2 separate regions of the Lactuca sativa genome follow, and region 2 is linked to region 1. A link is a contact called in public Hi-C data. All regions are on one chromosome and are shown on one strand. Each heading gives the region's core, a stretch centred on a gene start, on an enhancer-like site or on the middle of the called end of the contact. The rest is flanking DNA. Distances are from core to core; before and after follow the strand shown. Region 1 holds the start of LOC122194371 (ABC transporter C family member 3). Region 2 holds the start of LOC111888184.

What was found. Hi-C and Micro-C count contacts between places; a contact is called where the count stands out from the background.
Region 2: a Hi-C map of leaf shows a contact between it and region 1, with 10 times the contacts expected there. The contact joins the promoter of LOC111888184 here to the promoter of LOC122194371 in region 1. A contact is called at or near these places in 3 of 4 Hi-C or Micro-C datasets (leaf and seed).

Annotation. Positions count from the first base shown.
Region 1 is chr9:163,177,373-163,181,114 of Lsat_Salinas_v11, forward strand. It overlaps LOC122194371 (ABC transporter C family member 3), which reads left to right and starts at 1,912. Exons shown (of 10, transcript XM_052767485.1): 1 at 1,912-3,742. The coding sequence starts at 1,985.
Region 2 is chr9:163,367,542-163,370,843 of Lsat_Salinas_v11, forward strand. It overlaps LOC111888184, which reads left to right and starts at 1,862. Exons shown (of 4, transcript XM_023884317.3): 1 at 1,862-2,261; 2 at 2,398-2,447; 3 at 2,525-2,606; 4 at 3,123-3,302. The coding sequence starts at 2,048. The coding sequence ends at 3,169.

The DNA of each region.
Region 1 (3,742 bases), core at 662-3,161:
TTAATGAAAAGTTGGACATCAGGTGGCTACGCTGAACGTAGCTTACTGTACGTTTAGTGTAGCTCTGAACTTGCTCGTTTTGCCTCCCTTAGCTTTACGCTAAGCGTAGAGTTGTATGATATGCTGAGTGTAGGTCAACTACAGGTTGTCCGTTGACTTTTGACCAAATTTGACTCTAGGTCAACTAGTGGATATTGGACTGTAGTTTAAGAATCTGGTCCTTGATTGTTAAATAGATGACCTATAGTACCTGTCTTGGATTTGTGAGAGCTGTGCTGTTGTCTGCTAGTCTGCGAGGTGAGTTTTCTCATTATAATTTATATTGCAGTACATGTCCTTTTGTGTAGGATGTTGTTATGATGTAGTGTTTTGTTAGTCTAGTAGGCCTGATATGATTACCTGTGTTTGCTTGTTATCGTTTTAGTGCATGTATCAACATAATGTGGTTGGGTTGAAGAGGTACGTCTTCATGTTGTGGGCCAACAAACTCAGGGCAATCCAGTCTTACGACTGTAGGCCAGGAGCAATCTAGTCTTACGAATATGGGTCGGGGCAATCCAGTCTTATGCATGTAGTCCTAGGGGCAATTCACTTTTATGTTCTAGGCCCAATGTGCATGCATTGTATATGTATTATTGATTGGGGCAAGACGAAGGTGCGATTGTACAAATCCTCATGTTGATTTATGCCTTAAGAGATTATTTTGATACTTTGATTTTGTGGGTTTATTTTGAAAACAATGTTTCTCAATCTTATGGATTTATGAAAATGTCTTTTGAAAACCAAAACTTTTGTCATGATTTTTGGGTTGTTAGAATCGGAATCTGGTTTACACCATTTTCGTCTTCTCTTAAACAAATCTCCAGGAACCATGGATTCTGTGTTGAGTTATTTCACATATCTTTTTCATCCATAACCTTTTTGCTTGTTTAAGAAGCCAATTAGGTGTCGATTGCCTCACAAAAGAAGCACAAGAAGAGGTAGAGAGACGATGGTTGGGTGTGGGTCAAAATCCATTTGTTCCAGATTTGTGGGTCAGCATTAATTTTGTTCTAGATTCTCGAACACGTGCACATTGAAGAAATCGATTTAGGGTTCCATATTGATCGGAAAGAATCGACTTTGTTTCGTATTCTTGAATAGGAAATCACCTGCAGAACCTAATAAAAAAGCTTACCTGATGACACAGATCAAGAGATACGGAGAATCAGAGCCGATGACACCTTTGAATGAAATTCTTAAACTAATCTAAGATGATATAAAGGAGACGGTGAGTTAGGGGAGAAAGATTCCAGCTGATGGTAGTGATGGGTCTATTTCTTCATATGACTCTACGTCCGGAAAGAACCGAATACAAAAGCTTAGCTGATGATTTCATATATGTGTATGTGTGTGTGTGAGAGAGAGAGAGAGAGGATGTGTGGGTGACTGGGCCCTCTTTTATTTTTTTTATTAAAATAAAAAATAGATATTAAAAAATATAAAAATAAAAATAAAATGGTATAGTCATTTTAGTTTTTAAAAAGACTAAAACCACAAACAAACTTGCTGAAAAAGACCACCAATAAAAAAAAAATCATTGTTTTGATTAAAAAGTGAAAAAAAAAATGGCATACCATGGAAACATTTTTGCATTTTTGTCTGTTTAATAAGATATGTATTATTTTCATTTTTAATAAAAAGTTATGTATGTATTAATTAGTATTTTGTAACTAAAAGTGGAAATAATAATTCTTTTTTAATTATCAATGATATTTACTCATTAAATAATTATAATTTTTTTTTTCGAGATGATTACTTTTGACTAGGGTATCTTTCTAATAAAAGAAGACCATATAAAATGTTTATGTACCAAATGAATTGGACCCACACGTGCGCATCATTAGCACCAATACGACAATAGAAGACTTCACCAAACTCTCTTTCCTCCACCAAGGTCGATCATATTATAAACTTAAACAAGGAAGACCATGAATCATTACTAATGGGTATTGCTGTTAAGTTTTCTCCGCTTTCGAGTATTTTGACAGATGATGCTACCAACATTCCCCTGACCCCGAGGCTCTTGCATGGGTATTCTCGTTCACTATACCTTGGTTTCTTCATTCTATTATTCATCACTTGGTTTGGCAGAAAATTCAGGAATAATAGCAATGGAGGTCCCAAACAAATTCTTAGGTCCAACAATAGGTCCTTGTTTTACAAGCAGACCCTGTTTTGTTGTGTAGTTCTTGTGCTTCTTAACCTCTTTGTGCTTTTATTCAACCTTTTTTATTGGTATAAAAATGGTAGGACCAATGAAAGCATTATCACCTCCCAGGATACTCTTCTGGGAGCATTTGTTTGGTCATTTGTTTCTTTGTACTTGCACACTCATGTTTCTAACTCCACCGAATCCTTGTATCCCATTGTATTGAAGGTTTGGTGGCTTTCTTTTTCCCTAATCTCTTGTTTTTGCCTTGTCTTGGACTATCTTAACTACCAACAAAATCAATACTTGATCTTTGAGGCTTTGTCAACTTTTGTCAGTCTATGTCTCTGTTATGTGGGGTTCTCTGATAACATCGTAAATGGAACTATAAACCATTTGTATCAAGAATCGGAATCCCTCTTGAATGAAACTATAACTCCTTCAACAAACATAAGTATCTTTAGTCTATTAACTTTCTCTTGGATTCATCCTCTGATTGCTACTGGATATAAGAAGCCATTAGACCTTGAAGACGTTCCAGAACTTGACAGTGTCAATAGTGCAAGAGGAGCCTTTTCGGTTTTAAGAAGTAAACTAGAATCGGGTAAAAGAGAAAATAGTCAAATCACTACTTTTGTTCTCGCCAAGGCTGTGATCTTGACAATATGGAGAGACATATTAATCACCGCACTTCTTTCTCTTGTGTATACTTTGGCTTCATATGTTGGGCCTTTCCTCATAGATGCATATGTAGAATATGTAAATGGAAAGCGAGACATAAAGAAGGGTTTTCTTCTAGTTTCTGCATTCATTGTTGCTAAGATAGTGGAGTGTTTAGCACAACGACATCAAGATTTTAAGCTACAACAGGCAGGAATCAAGGCAAGATCGGCTTTGGTTGCAACAATCTACCTTAAAGGTTTGACCCTTTCATCTCAGTCAAAGCAGGGGGAGTCTAGTGGCGAAATCATTAATTTAATGGCTGTTGATGCTGAAAGAATCGGTGAATTTAGCCGCTACATGCACAACCCATGGCTAGTGATTCTTGAGGTTGGTTTGGCACTAGCAATTTTGTATAAAAATCTCGGACTTTCTTCACTTGCTGCTTTTGTTGCTACCATAATTGTGGTTTCGACCAATATACCACTAGGGCGTTTCCAGAAGAAGTTTCAAGAGAAGCTAATGATGTATAAAGATAAAAGGATGAAAACAACTTTTGAAATTTTAAAAAACATGAGAATTCTCAAGCTCCATGGATGGGAGATGAAGTTCTTGTCTAGAATACATGATATCAGGAGGGAAGAGGCACAATGGTTGTACAAAAATGTTTTTACAATGGCAATGACTACTTTCTCATTCTGGGTTGCACCCACATTTGTCGCTATTTCCACTTTTGGGACTTGTATTCTTGCTGGTATTCCACTTGATTCAGGGAAGGTATTGTCTGCGCTTGCAACGTTTAAAATTCTTCAAGAATCAGCATTAGATCTTCCGCAAACAGTATCTATGATAGCACAGACTAAAGTCTCACTTGATCGAATTGCATCATTC
Region 2 (3,302 bases), core at 612-3,111, 190 kb after region 1:
TTCTCTCAAATTAAAGATCATGGGTTCAACTCTCACTAAGAGACATAGATGGTGTTTAAGATTAGATTAGAAGTAAGATAATTTGTCGTTTAAAAAAATATATAATGTAAACAATCAAAATGTTAAAAACAACTTCAAATATTATATTCAAATAAAATGTCATAAATATTAAAAGATTTTTAAATCGCCAAAAGAAAGATAAATAAATAAATCTAAAAATAAATAATAATGGGATTTTATATAGCTTAGATAACTGATTTTAAAAAAATAAAATAATTTTATAAACAATCTATATTATATCTATTAAAATAAAGATCAAATAAAATCTATTATATATATATATATATATATATATATATATATATATATATATATATATATATATATATAATGTTAAAAGAAAAAAGAAAAAAGAAAGAAGGGGTAATTTGGTCTTTTTATATGGAACATGGACCTCCAGTGCAATATTCACAAACCATAGGGATAACCTATCAAATTTTAAACTTAGGGACCAAAACTATGAATTTGACAAAATCACAAGGACCATTTCTGTAATTTTCTCTTTTGACCAGGAAACCACTAGAAAATCTGAAAAACCGAAGTAGGTGGTGAAGAAGGAGAAAGTCGACAAAGGTGCAGCGTCAGTGAGAGGGTGGTGTTGTTGTAGCTAGTGGTGAAGATATGAGAGGTATAAATCAATTGTCATAGACTGAGTGTAATACTGATGTGAGTGGACGGGTGAGTGAAAAGGGATAACAAGGGTTCACCATTGAGAAATCTGATGTATACTCCTTCAAAGTGTTATTATTGGAGCTTTGGACGGGGAAGTGCCCAACGATCATTGATCATGGTGTGACGAGATATGAAGTTTGAAGTTGATGAACCTAAAGTGCCTAATGGTCTATTTCGAAGCCTGATGTTGGAAGGTTGTGTTTGCACTAGGGATGAGCAAAAGGACCGAACCGGACCAGGGAACCGGCTTTGGCCAAAATCAAGAACCGAACCGGCCTGGTGATTCTACCGGTTCCCGGTTCCTATCGGTTCTTGTCGTGTCTTCAAATGTTGGAACCGGTCCTTGAAAAATAGCATCATACGGTTCCGGTTTTTGCCGGTTTTACCGGTTCCGGTTCCAAAAATCCACAAAAATAACGTCCTGGTCCCGGCCCAACCGGTTCCGGTACCGGTTCCGGCCGGTTCCCCGGTCCATATGCTCATCCCTAATTTGCACTGGACGATTACAAAACCTGAAGTTGATAAACCTTGAGATGGCCAGAAGCTAGTGTCTTAACTTTGAAGGAGTCTTCATAAGGAAATGATTGAGCTCACTAAACCCTAACGAACTCTAAGAAGATGCCAGCCTTTGATACCTCTTATCGTTTGATTGATTCCATTTTTTTTATTTATTTAACTTTTTTTTTTTTGTGTCTAATCGATCTATTTTAGTATAGGTTTGTAAAATCGATCAAGGTTTTTACATATCTTTGATGTATATTTTCAGTGTTTACTTGCTAAATTAATTTATTGAATTTTTGCTTTTGATCTAAAATCAATCTGCAATTTTGCTTTCCTATTAACGGTGCACAGTGGAGTTCGGGTGAAGAATTATAGTGGTTGAATGTTTTTAAAAGTGTAAGAACCAGTTGGCATGATTTTCACATAAATTTATAAATTCTTAAATTAAATAATAACAAAAAGCTAATTACCTAATTACCCCTTCAATTCAGAAGTAGTGGCATTTTTTATATACGTCCTATCGTCCATCCATATTTTTTTCTTCAAAATGGACTGATCCAATTAATGGAATTGAAGTGGGCCGAGTCCAAGAAATCGGTCTTAATTGGGTCAATACCAGACGTCACGTCAGTCTCGAAGATGAGTGGTTATCGTTGCTCCGGCAATGGACGGCGGATTAGCGGTTGTCGACGTGTTCATTTCTGTGACTCGTTTGATGCTCAAACTCGGTGGCTACGATCAGCCTTAACTCTGATCCATCGTCCAACGTTCGGGTTTACTTAAATTCTGTTTGCGAATCCGGCTGTGAACAGCCATGGATGCGATATCGAGCTTACCAAATCTTCCTCCTGTTATCGGTTCCAAGAGCTTTTCACGAAGCAACAGAAGGTCCAACAACTTATATCACAGAAGTCGCCACCAGTTCAGCAATAGAAGGAATCGTGTCTCTGCAGTTGTTGAAGTCTCCACCATTACTTCAGATCCATTTACGCCACAGATCACTTGGCAAATTGTCGTTGGCACCATCGGTATGTATCTCTTTGTTTGCTCATCCGTTAACCACCAAATTTGTAAAAAAATGCGTCAGTTATTTGGAATTACTTGATTCCATATTAGGTGTATGTAATACTTAGGGATATCCCTTGTTTAATTTTGAAATTGCAGCTGGAGTTACACCGTTTGTAGTTGCAGGGATCGAATTTAGCAAACGAATTGTGAGACAATCATTTTCCTTGTTCTTCTATTTGGATTGAAAGCATAAGGTATAAACTTATAATTTTGGACATGGCAGGTGGCTCAGAAGAAATGTTTCGAATGTGGAGGTTCAGGGCTAGTTTTGATCGAAAAGGAGTATATTCGCTGCCCTAATTGTGGTAACCAATAAACAAGATTAATTGCTGTTTCTTGACAAATATATGAAGTGATTAGTGAGCTTTTGCAGATAATTAATAGAGTAAATTACACTAATGGTCCCTATGGTTTAGGGTAATTTGCGCATTTGGTCCCTAATTTATATTTTTAATTCGGAAGGTCTTTATTGTTTGTTTTTGTTACGCGCTTGGTCCCTGTTATACATAAAAAGACTATTTTGCCCTTGATTTTTTAATCTATTTAAATAAACACACCCCCAACCCCATCCCTCTCACCTTACCTTACCTATCCCATCATTTTTTCCTATTTAAATAATAGTTGTTTTGGGTAAGGCAATGACCAAACGTGTAACAAAGACCAAGCACGTAACAAAAACAAATAGTAGGGACCTTCCGAGTTAAAAAAATAAGTTAGGGACCAAACGCACAAATTACCCCAACCCATAAGGACCATTCGTGTAATTTACTCTAATTAATAAGAAGTTCATTGTAGAATGTGATTGTTTGTGGGTTTTGCAGGAGGATTTCTGCCATGGCAATCCTGGAAAAGATTCTTTTCTGGTTAAACTCTACCATATCTAAGTATATAGAATCAATGTGTTGTTAAATTTTATATGATACAATACCCAGATCAAATTGACAATGTAATATTTAATTCGAGTTTTGTACCATTTTATCTATTATAAACTATAAAATGTA